Linked DNA regions of Rattus norvegicus: region 2 is linked to region 1. A link is a contact called in public Hi-C data. All regions are on one chromosome and are shown on one strand. Each heading gives the region's core, a stretch centred on a gene start, on an enhancer-like site or on the middle of the called end of the contact. The rest is flanking DNA. Distances are from core to core; before and after follow the strand shown.

What was found. A called contact is a pair of places that touch in the nucleus more often than the background predicts.
Region 2: a Hi-C map of liver shows a contact between it and region 1, with 5 times the contacts expected there. The contact joins two enhancer-like sites. A contact is called at or near these places in 11 of 12 Hi-C or Micro-C datasets (the A7r5 cell line, the Rat2 cell line, Schwann cells and 6 more) and 1 of 1 datasets of contacts at active chromatin or transcription factors (oligodendrocytes).

Annotation. Positions count from the first base shown.
Region 1 is chr7:32,701,282-32,706,477 of GRCr8, forward strand. It overlaps the pseudogene Ewsr1-ps4. Among named protein-coding and RNA genes, the nearest start is that of Plekhg7, 11 kb to the left of the region's middle. Within about 2 kb of position 2,475, at least 33 of the 93 cell types and tissues checked have an H3K27ac peak or open chromatin away from gene starts, as enhancers often do. A contact at or near this core is called in liver, where this site is marked.
Region 2 is chr7:33,963,660-33,968,855 of GRCr8, forward strand. No RefSeq gene overlaps it. Among named protein-coding and RNA genes, the nearest start is that of U2l1, 130 kb to the left of the region's middle. Within about 2 kb of position 2,667, at least 79 of the 93 cell types and tissues checked have an H3K27ac peak or open chromatin away from gene starts, as enhancers often do. A contact at or near this core is called in liver, where this site is marked.

The DNA of each region.
Region 1 (5,196 bases), core at 1,225-3,724:
CACAGACTCTTTCCCAGGGAGAAAATATCCTCTTGGTAGTGTATACAATGGGAAATAGGATGATTCACTCAGAGAAAAACAGGCAAGGCTCATGAGCTCGAGAGGAAGAAGAGCAAACTCAGCAGTAACCTCTTTTTGGCCACATTATATATGATGAAAGAGTGAGAAAGACTGGATGCTTCTGGGGACAAGAGCAGAGATAACATAATTCTATTAGGGTTGTGGCTTAGGGTGCTAGTCACAGAGAAGGACAAATCCTCAAAGAGAAACTTTCATCAGAGAGATATCTGTTAGGGATTTACGGGTGATGAGACTAGGTGTGGCGAGACATTATAAGCCCGGTGGTGGAACTAAGCAAGGAGACTGAAGTTGGACTCCACCAAAGTTCACTTGGAGGAGCCAGAGAGCTTATATGTTAGACCTACTTCCAGAACAATGGGTGAGGGATTATGGGGTGGGGAGCATGGGTGAGCTTAAAGCACCCACAGTGGAAGATCTGCACCCAGTATGAATGTGGACTCCCCAGTAGCTGCATAATCTTTCCTCACCCATACACCATAACCCTTTCGATAGCTCCTGAAGCCAGTGCAATTAGCTCAGAATTGCATGCTGCTGGTTGTGTGTGTGTGTTGGGGGGGGGGCGCTACATACTGACTATAGATCCCATGTCTCTCCCTGGCCCCTTCTTGTACCAGAGAGCATCAGCTGTCAACAAGCCCAGCTGGTGTTATCTTTGGCAATCGGGCCTACCATAACTCCCGAAGATGGTGGTAGTCAACCTTGAGGACAATCATATCCAACACGGGGTTAAACTCTAAAAGGAAGACTCTATGATTGGAGGTTTGAGGGCCGGAGTACTAAACCACAACCTTCTCTTTTGCCTTTCAAACATCCCGAGCTTTTCAGGAGGTACACTGTGTGGCAGCTCATGGACCTTCCCACTTTCTGATGGATAGGGACACTGAGGCGACCAATATGAGTCTAGTCTTGCTTGACCTTTGACCCTTAGTCCAGTGTTCTTTCCAATTTGCCGCGTGGTATCTTGGAGGAGAGGCTGGCTATGTCGTCCATAAGGTCCATGAGGACCAACATTGGGTTAAGCTCTTCCATGCTGTGTGGTGCTTGGCATGCAATAGGCCCTCCGTACATACTTGTTGGCTGAGTGAAATATACACTGTCATAAGCTGGCTGAACTTCTCGGTGCTTTTAGGGAGTGAAATGGGGTTAGGAGATGTGGAGGGTGGTTAATTTATGGTCCCAGATTCTCTTCTCCAGGAAGAGAGCTCAGTCCCTTGAAGATAAATGCTTTACTATTTTTATCGCCTCAAGGTTTACAGGATCCTCACGCTCTCTCCAGCTTGCTCTTCCTTTTTCAGGGAAGTTTTTACTTTTTTTTTCTTAGGGTTAAGAGCTGTCGAATTTCCTAAATCTGGATATCCCAGAATGTGGGCTACTTAAGAAAAAAAAAAAAAAAGATGAGCTCATGTGTGTGTGTGTGTGTGTGTGTGTGCGACTGTATGTATGTATGTTTTGACTGTGCAGATATATAAATTGAATCTTCTTGCCGGACCCACAAGTTGAGTTGATGATCTCCCAGCAGTGGCATCTGTTGGAAAAATCTCGACTCAGTTCAAACCAATTGTGCAGCTTTTATTTTGCCCCAAAGAGATAGCCTAGGCTGTAATAGCTCAGCTGTGATCATTCCTGGTAATGGTCTTTGAATGGCTTTGAATGGCTTGTCTGCAAGTTCTGTGTGTTGGTGTCAGACTCTACTTAGGTCAGACAAGGACAGCTAACGACCGTCTGATGGCTTCCATCTGGGCCTTAAGCGATGCCTGCTCCCAGGTGTTTGGGCAATTATCACTGACAGGCACCCCAGGAGAAGGGCACGGGGAGGAGAGACTAGAGAACAAGCCCTCAGCTCATAGCTACATGGCAGAGGCTGCAGTTTGGCTGCTAGGACATTCTCAAAGGCTTTCTGTTGTCCCAATTCACTTTGTTTTTCTCTGGTAGACTTAGAAAAAGGTGTTTGTTGGCCGGCTTGCCAGCTGTGCTCTGTGGGAAAACAGCCTGCTAGGGTGGAGTGAAGTGGTTAGTCACTTCTCCACCTTTACGAGTTATTCCTCTGCACTGAAGTTACCTTTCCTACTGGCAGATACAAAGATCACATTATGCGTGGTGCCCAGGGGTGGACCCGAGAAGGTGCTGGCAAGAGGTGGAGTGACTGGTGATGACTGGCTGGTTTTTATGTAGACAAATTGACCAGAAGGATTTTTTTTTAATTTGGCATAAGGACTTACTTCTTTCTTCTTCTTTTTTTCTTCTTCTCACAATAATGAATGAGCTTGTTTGCAATTATACAACAAGTTCCCATTCATTAGCAACCAGAGCGGGATCCCAGCACTGGGACTTTGAATGTGCAGTTTCTTATTTGGTCCAAGGTCGAGCAATTTCAGCAGTCAGCTGTGGTGCTGCCAGCTCAGGTGTCCTGGGAGTGCTTTGATGTTTGCTCGTGCAGGAGGGCTGGATCTCCCTCTCTTGAATATATGAGGCTCAGGGCCTGTCATTTGTTTCGGAGATATGGAGTAACTGTAGACAGAAGTTTCAGCTTTGTCTGAAACTTATGTCACAAGGGAAGAGAATTTTCATATAGCTGCTGGACTTTGGATGACCCAACATTGTTTCCTCTTAGGAGTTGGGCCAAAGGACACTTCTTCACTAAAGCAAACAGGAGTCCTCCATCCACTTCATTCCTCTGACTGTGATCTCCCTTGAAAATAAAGAGTGGCAATTCTGATATTTGAATGTTTTTTTTCTCTCAAAAGCAAAAGTTCATTTATTGTTTTTTGATTACTTAATTACTTATTCTTGTTATTACTGTTGCTTTTGTGAGAGAGGGCACCAGTATGGAGCTTAAGTATGCCTTGAACTTGTGATCCTTCTGCTTCGGCCCCCAAGGACTAGAATTATAGATGCTGCCATGCTTGGCTCAAAAGGAAAATTGACCCCTGCCTTGAAATTGGACATGATTGTTGTTTGTGTAATTGTGTTTGTGTGTTGTGAGGAGTGATGTGGTGTAGTGGGGGACAGTGTGATGGTGTGCAATAGGGGACAGTATGATGGGGTGCAGTGGGGACAGTGGGATGGGTACAGTGGGGACAGTGTGATGGGTGCAGTGGGGACAGTGTGATGGGGTGCAGTGGGGACAGTGTGATGGGTACAGTGGGGGACAGTATGATGGGGTGCAGTGAGGGAACAGTGTGATGGGTGCATTGGGAACAGTTTGATGGGTACAGTGGGGGACAGTGTGATGGGTATGGTGATTGTGAGGAGGCTGACAGTGACAATTTTTTTTGTAGCTATCAGTCAAAGCAGAATCATGTTCTGAGATCCTCTGACATGCCCTTTGACCCAGATGACAAAGGTGTACAGGAGCCCACAGGATACCACGCAGAATCAAGGCAGAGCCAGCAAGCAGCACTGTACTGTTCCATGAGTTTTTACAACTGTCTACCATACAGTGCCTGAATTTCCTACAAAAGAATGTAAAACGAGGATTTCTTTCAGACCTTCATTGTAATGGTTAAATGCATTAAGGACTACAGCACATGAATTTATTTATAGAATATAATTTCATTATACTTAATGGAAACTATATTCCATAATATAATGAAAACTAAATTGCATATATATTACACGCATACATATATGAGTTTGAAATGAATGTGGGCCTTTTATTAAATAATATTTTTCATAAACATCTGGAATTCTATTTAAGAAATTGCAACTATGAACCTTGTTCCACTTAGAGGTAGTCTTGGTTCTCCACAGCCATCTTCACAGAAGGGAGAGACCTCAGCACATCACCATTTCATTTGTTTTCATGTTTCTTCACAAATGGTGAAAATACTAAAGCACAGACAAGGAATATTCACAACGTGGCCAACATTATCAATATGAAATCAGACATTTAAACCATTTCCCGATTAAATAAACCTGGTTGTCAGTGCAGCTCTGTAGGCTTGTCTAGTCGGGCTGGTCTCTATGTTCCTGATAGTGCTTGAATCCATCCACTTTCCTATTCTCTACATCTGCCTCTTCCTCCCTTCTGTCTCATCAAAGGTCCAGGAGGGGCCCCAAGAGCACCTCATCTTCCTCCACCAAAGCTATCCTTGTCCATGCAATGGTCACTTTGAAACTATCCCTGCCTTCACTCTAGCCACCTCTGAACATCCTTCCAGGACTATTTTGGTCCATAAGTCCACATCTCTCTCTCTGAAAGTTCCCAGGAGATGCTTTGGCCTCTATCACTACCTGGAGGTGGGGAAAGTGATGGGAAGAAACACTGGAGCTCAGGGGTGCACACTGACTGCATTCTGTGCTCCAGGTGAAGTTTTGGTTTCTTCAGCCTGGATTGGGACCTTGTCAGTCTCTAACCAGGACCTCCACAGAGCGGTGGTGGCTTCTCTCTGCTCTTGCAAGGTTGCACGCCACCCCAGGCTTGCTCTGGGAGGGAGAGAGCAAAAGAAATCTTAAGTTTGCTTCCTTGAACAATCTTTCCCATCGCCAGTTGGATCTTCAGAGGACATTGTGGAAGCTTTCCCGTCTCCTTATCCAGGTAGATGTGGATCATGGGTTGTCAAGTTCTTTTGTTCATCTCCACAACCCCACAGCCTGCCCTATTGTCCAGTCACATTGTCATTTAATCCTTGCCCACAAGTTTCACAGTTGTCAGAGTCTTCATTCGGATCTACGAGAACATCTAGATTAAGATCTGGTCCTTCACCCAATGGTCCTATTGAAGCCACGCTGGATCTCTACCACCCATTCCATTGTGTCCTCCTGCTGGCCAACCCTAGTCATGGGTCCATGACCAAATCCCTCCCCTCCCCTGCCCCAGTTATCAGGGCCACTCATGCTCCTATTCTTCTTTTGTCTGGAAAATCCTCCAGACTCCTGCCCATAAAGACCCACGATGCTGTGGCTGTCCTGTCAGGATTAACTCTGCTGTGCTCTGATCTCTATATTGATTTGAAGCTACGTTTTAGGGTCCAATCTGGAGAGGGTAAATTAGCGAGAGGCTGCCACCCACAGGTGCATTGTTGACCCCAGCTACTCTGCTATCCACAGCTTCTGGGTTGCTCGTGGGTGTTCTACTGAGAATATCTGAACATGAAGAGGAGTAGTTAGCGTGAG
Region 2 (5,196 bases), core at 1,417-3,916, 1.3 Mb after region 1:
GGCGGGACAAATATGACAGACACAGTCTACTATTCCCTGCAGTGGAAACCATGCATGAATGTGGAAAGGAAGCAGGAAGGAAATGGAAGGGAAGCAGAAAGGAAATAGAAGGGAAGCTGGAAGGAAATGGAAGGAAGGCAGGAAGGAAATGGAAGGGAAGCAGGAAGGAAATGGAAGGGAAGCAGGAAGGAAATGGAAGGAAGGCAGGAAGGAAATGGAAGGGAAGCAGGAAGGAAATGGAAGGAAGGCAGGAAGGAAATGAAAGGGAAGCAGGAAGGAGATGAAAGGGAAGCAGGAAGGAAATGGAAGGAAGGCAGGAAGGAAATGGAAGGGAAGCAGGAAGGAAATGGAAGGAAGGCAGGAAGGGAATGGAAGGGAAGCAGGAAGGAAATGGAAGGGAAGCAGGAAGGAGATGAAAGGGAAGCAGGAAGGAAATGGAAGGGAAGCAGGAAGGAAATGGAAGGGAAACAGGAAGGAAATGGAAGGAAGGCAGGAAGGAAATGGAAGGAAGGCAGGAAGGAAATGGAAGGAAGGCAGGAAGGAAATGGAAGGGAAGCAGGAAGGAAGTAGAAGGAAGGCAGGAAGGAAATGGAAGGGAAGCAGGAAGGAGATGAAAGGGAAGCAGAAAGGAAATGGAAGAGAAGCAGGAAGAAAATGGAAGGGAAACAGGAAGGAAATGGAAGGGAAGCAGGGAGGAAGTGGAAGGGATCTTTACACACGCATGTAATGGATGTGATTATGAATGACTTCCTGGGAGTGACAGCCATCTATAGAAAAAGTAAGCTTGCTTTCCTGTAAATAGCACTGTGTGATTCTCGGAGGATAAGGAAGGCAGCTTCCTGCAAACTATTGATTCCAACTGCAGAGGTGTAGCAGTGTGGACAAAACAGCCTCTTGCATTTTTCTCATCTCTCTACTTTACATCCAACTCACTGCCCCCCTCCCAGTTACCCCCTCCCACAATCCTCCCCCATTTCTCCTTTACCTCTGAGTGGGTAGGGGCCCCTCGTGAGTACACTCCCCACCCTGGGACCTTAAATCTCTTCTATGCTAGTGGCTTCCCCTCCCACCAAGACCAGACACAGCAGCCCAGCTAGAGGAACATATCCCGCCTAGCAACAGCTTCTGGCATAGGGCCTCCAATCCCTCTTGTCCAGTAGTTCAGAGCCCACATCAAGGCCAACCTGCACACCTGCTACGTATGTGCAGGGAAGCCTAGGTCCAGCCTGTGTATGTCCTTTGGTTGGTGGTTCAGACTCTGAGAGCTCCAAAGTTTAGTTGACTCTGTTGGTCTTCCTGTGGAGTTCCTATCCCCTTCCGGCCCACAATCCTCCTATTCTTCCATAAGAGTCCCCAAGCTCCACGTTCTGTTTGGCTGTCCGTGTCTGTATCTGTCTGAATCAGCTGCTGGGTGGAGCCTCTCAAGGGCAATACACTCCTGTCTGCAAGCATAGCAGAGGATCTTTAATAGTGTTAGGGATTGGCGCTTGCCCGGGGGAAGGGTCTGGCATCGGGGCAGCTTCAAGGCCTGGAGCTGAGCAAGTATAGAACATGACCAATGCGGTATACATACGGTGGCCAAACGCTCTTCCACTGCCGCCACCTCACGCTATTTCTGTTAAAGCTCCTGGGCTCCCTACCACAATTATACCTACCTGCCCAACGATCAATTCCTCTAGCTGCTGTTAGGACAACCCGATTAAGCAAACTTCATAAAAGTCACAACAGTGCTTAAGGGAATAGACGTTGTTTGGAGCTATCGAATGCTGACTGCGTGCATGCACACAATCACACCGTCTTCTGGGAGTACAGTTGTTGAGAAATATAATTAATAAGTAAATTTTATTCTTTGTCTTTTAGTTCCTTATAAATGTGTACAAAGCATTATAATTGAGCGTAATAGGAAACAGAAAAGTGCACTGCTCTTTCAGTTTTGCTAGATGAATATGAATGGAAAAACCAGCTTCCAATATGTGCTTTGGAATAATCTTTCACAGATAAATATATTATGCTTTTTCCCAAACAGAAAATATTTGGGTATCGTGGGTTTAACACACCCAATTAGACTATAAACTTTTGTTCCTATTTTACCCAGAAGCTTGGCTTTTTTAGATGCCACACCAGGAGTAAAGGTTTGTTAGGTTTCGTTTATGAATCCTGTATCGTGAAATCTATGCTCAAGAGGAAAACGTGTGCTGAACAGATAGTTTTCTCTGTGGTTAATATGTAAACCATGTATGATCTGAATTCTTTTGCCAAAACACGTCTGGACTGGGTACATTACACGGGTTGCTCGCATAAAAATGTTGGAGACTATAAGGCATCAGTGACACCATTTTATTGTCGTTATTGTAATCTAGTTTAAAATCGCGATGTGGTTTAGGAGAGCCTGTCTTAAGTCACAATTCCAAGTTCCTGTACGAACATTTGTCTTCTGTGGCACTAAATTCCCTGTATAGTAAATCTTGTTTTCAGTTGCTTTGTCCCATAGTGTTGATCAAAAGCCATGCTTAAGGATTTCAAATAGCGACAGCGCCCCCCATCCCTCCTCTTTGGTCTAAAGGTACCCATCACATCCTATTTCTTTCCTTAAAGATTACAGAGAAGCCCACGCAGTAGAGATTCGTCTACTGTGCAACAGCGACCCCTGGCGGTCCGATGCTTTCAAGGCGGCCAGCACCCAGAACTGTCTCCCATCAAGTCCCTCTTTGTTTTCCTAATCTAGAGAGCTATCAGTACACGGACCAGGAACTGTCTTTGAGAATGTGGGCTGTGTTTGATATCCAGAATCTACAGCTCAAAGTTTCACTACTCACTGTGCACAAATCATAGGTCTTTGTTTTCTCTTTGTGACATTTAATAAGAAGAGGTTTTTTCCCCTTTCTTCTTGCCAACGAATCGTAACAGCAAACGAGCACGTTAGTCAAAAGTCTTTGATGACTTTTTGTTTGGGACGAGAAAATGCCTGAAAAGTAAGTAAAAGTCTCGGGGACGTCGGGAAAGGAAAAGAATAATGCTTGTAGCACGAACACCCGCATGATTCATCGGTAAAAGCTAAGCGCTGGTTTCATTTCTTTTGTAGATTTCCCCTGCTCCCCCTCACTCCACCCCCCTCTTTGTTCCGCTTCAAACCTTTCAGAGGGCTAAAATGCATTATTACCTTGTTAAATCTCTACCCAAATCATTTCTACAGCCCGAAGCTGTTTTGACATGGGTTGAGCATCTCACACACACAAAAGAATTGCTTTTGTTCCCAGAAGCTCTCATTGGCTGAACGGCCGCCCTTACGGACCAATCAGAATCTAGTTGTCAGGCTTGGCAGGCTATTTTTAACCCAACACACAAAAACACTGGGTCTTGGAGGCAGTCCGCTGTAGAATGAAAGTCTCCATAGTAAAAGGCAACAGCTGAATGTGTTTTGGATGTCACGGCGTGTTTGACATTTTCTCTTTAATTCCGTATACACTGTTACATTAGCATGTGCTTTTTGTAAACAACTAAGTCAGAAATGGACCTGCGCCTCCTCTCCTCTCCCCTCCTCCCCCGGCTCTGAATTACCCTTTTAGGAAAGGAAAGCCTAAAATATATTGTATTCAGGCTTGATCCAAAAACAATTCACGATGTGTGGAGATAACTCTCTCTCTCTCTCTCTCTCTCTCTCTCTCTCTCTCTCTCTCTCTCTCTCTCTCTCTCTCTCTCTCTCTCTCTCTCTCTCTCTCTCTCTCTCTCTCTCTCTCTCTCACACACACACACACACACACACACACACACACGAGTTTTTCAATAGGAGTACCTTTTTATTTAACAAGGGATTTTTGTAGATTTTTTCATCTTGGGTGGACTAAATTTTCAGCAGTGTCTGGATTAGAGTTACAGTGATATCCATCTTTCCCCCTTACTTTTTAAATATATATAATTAATACAATATGCATATACATTATGTGGGGCAACTAAAAATATAAATATTCAGTGCGGGGTATTTTTGTTTGGGGCACTTAGTTAAAGCATTGTTTGTAGCATATTCAACCTATTGTTCAGTGGAGGGTATTTTTTAACCTCCCTAAATACACTTTAAGGGACAAGATATTAAAGCACATAATTTGAAAAATTACCTAACATATCCAGGAAATCAAAGTTGCCAAGTGGGAAAAAGCCAAGCTGTAAAGTTTGATTTTCCCCTAAGCCAACCATTTAGTAGGCCAGAAAGGGAGGAAAAAGCTAAGTTGATCCCAACATGTATATCACAAAGCAATTATATTGGCAGAAAGGGAAACTCTTTCCTGCAAAGGAAAGGGGAGGAGGGGTGGCCTAAAAAAAAAAAAAAGAGGGTTAGAATCTTCTCTAGTTCTTAAAAGAGATTTTGGATTGTAGGTTTGACCAGTATTTAATTACCCACGCTTGGGGAGATGACTTTATCTGGTGTTCTTTGTCAATCTCCAGAGACAGACCCAAGCCGTGGAAGGAGGTATCATTTGACCATGGTGACAAGCAACTGTAGAAATCTCACAAAGGCTCCTGGGAGAAATGGCTCTGGTCCTACTCAAAGATGCAGGCATGCTTTGCTGAGAGAGGTTTCCCTAACAAAAGTGGCCAAGGATAGGGAAATCTTTACACAAAAATTCTGGCAGACCCAAGGAGAACAGTCAGATTTAGAGAACGCGTATACTTTGCCATACAAAGTAATGTAGATTTCACTACTGAGGGGAAATGTCCCCTGCATTTCTGAAGGTGAATTTGAACTACAATGACAATGCACTGGAAAAGGAGGTCACTCTTCCCAACATCGATTTGAGGCGCACCTAGACAGCTTTCTAACTCCTACATAATAGCTCCCCGGAACTTTGCTAGGTTTAGATAGACAACCAGCTGCTGACAATTTAGCTTAATTTTCATTCTTATTATATTCAAAGAATCTGATTAAACTGAGTCCCGGCAAGATTCTTATCTCTTGGCAGTGGCATAGCACCTTGAACTCCAGAACTCATGGAACTTTTTTTGATACAAGACTCTTATTCTTTGGACCATGTATTTTTGTTCTTGGCTTAATCATCTGAGAAGTTCTTTGGTTTTTTGTTTTTTGGGTGTTTTTGTTGTTGTTTTTCTTTTTTTTTTCTCTTTGGGGCTTTTGTTTGTGCTTGTCTGGTTTTAAAGTAAATTTACAACAATAATAACAATTTTCTAAATGCGTTTCCAACT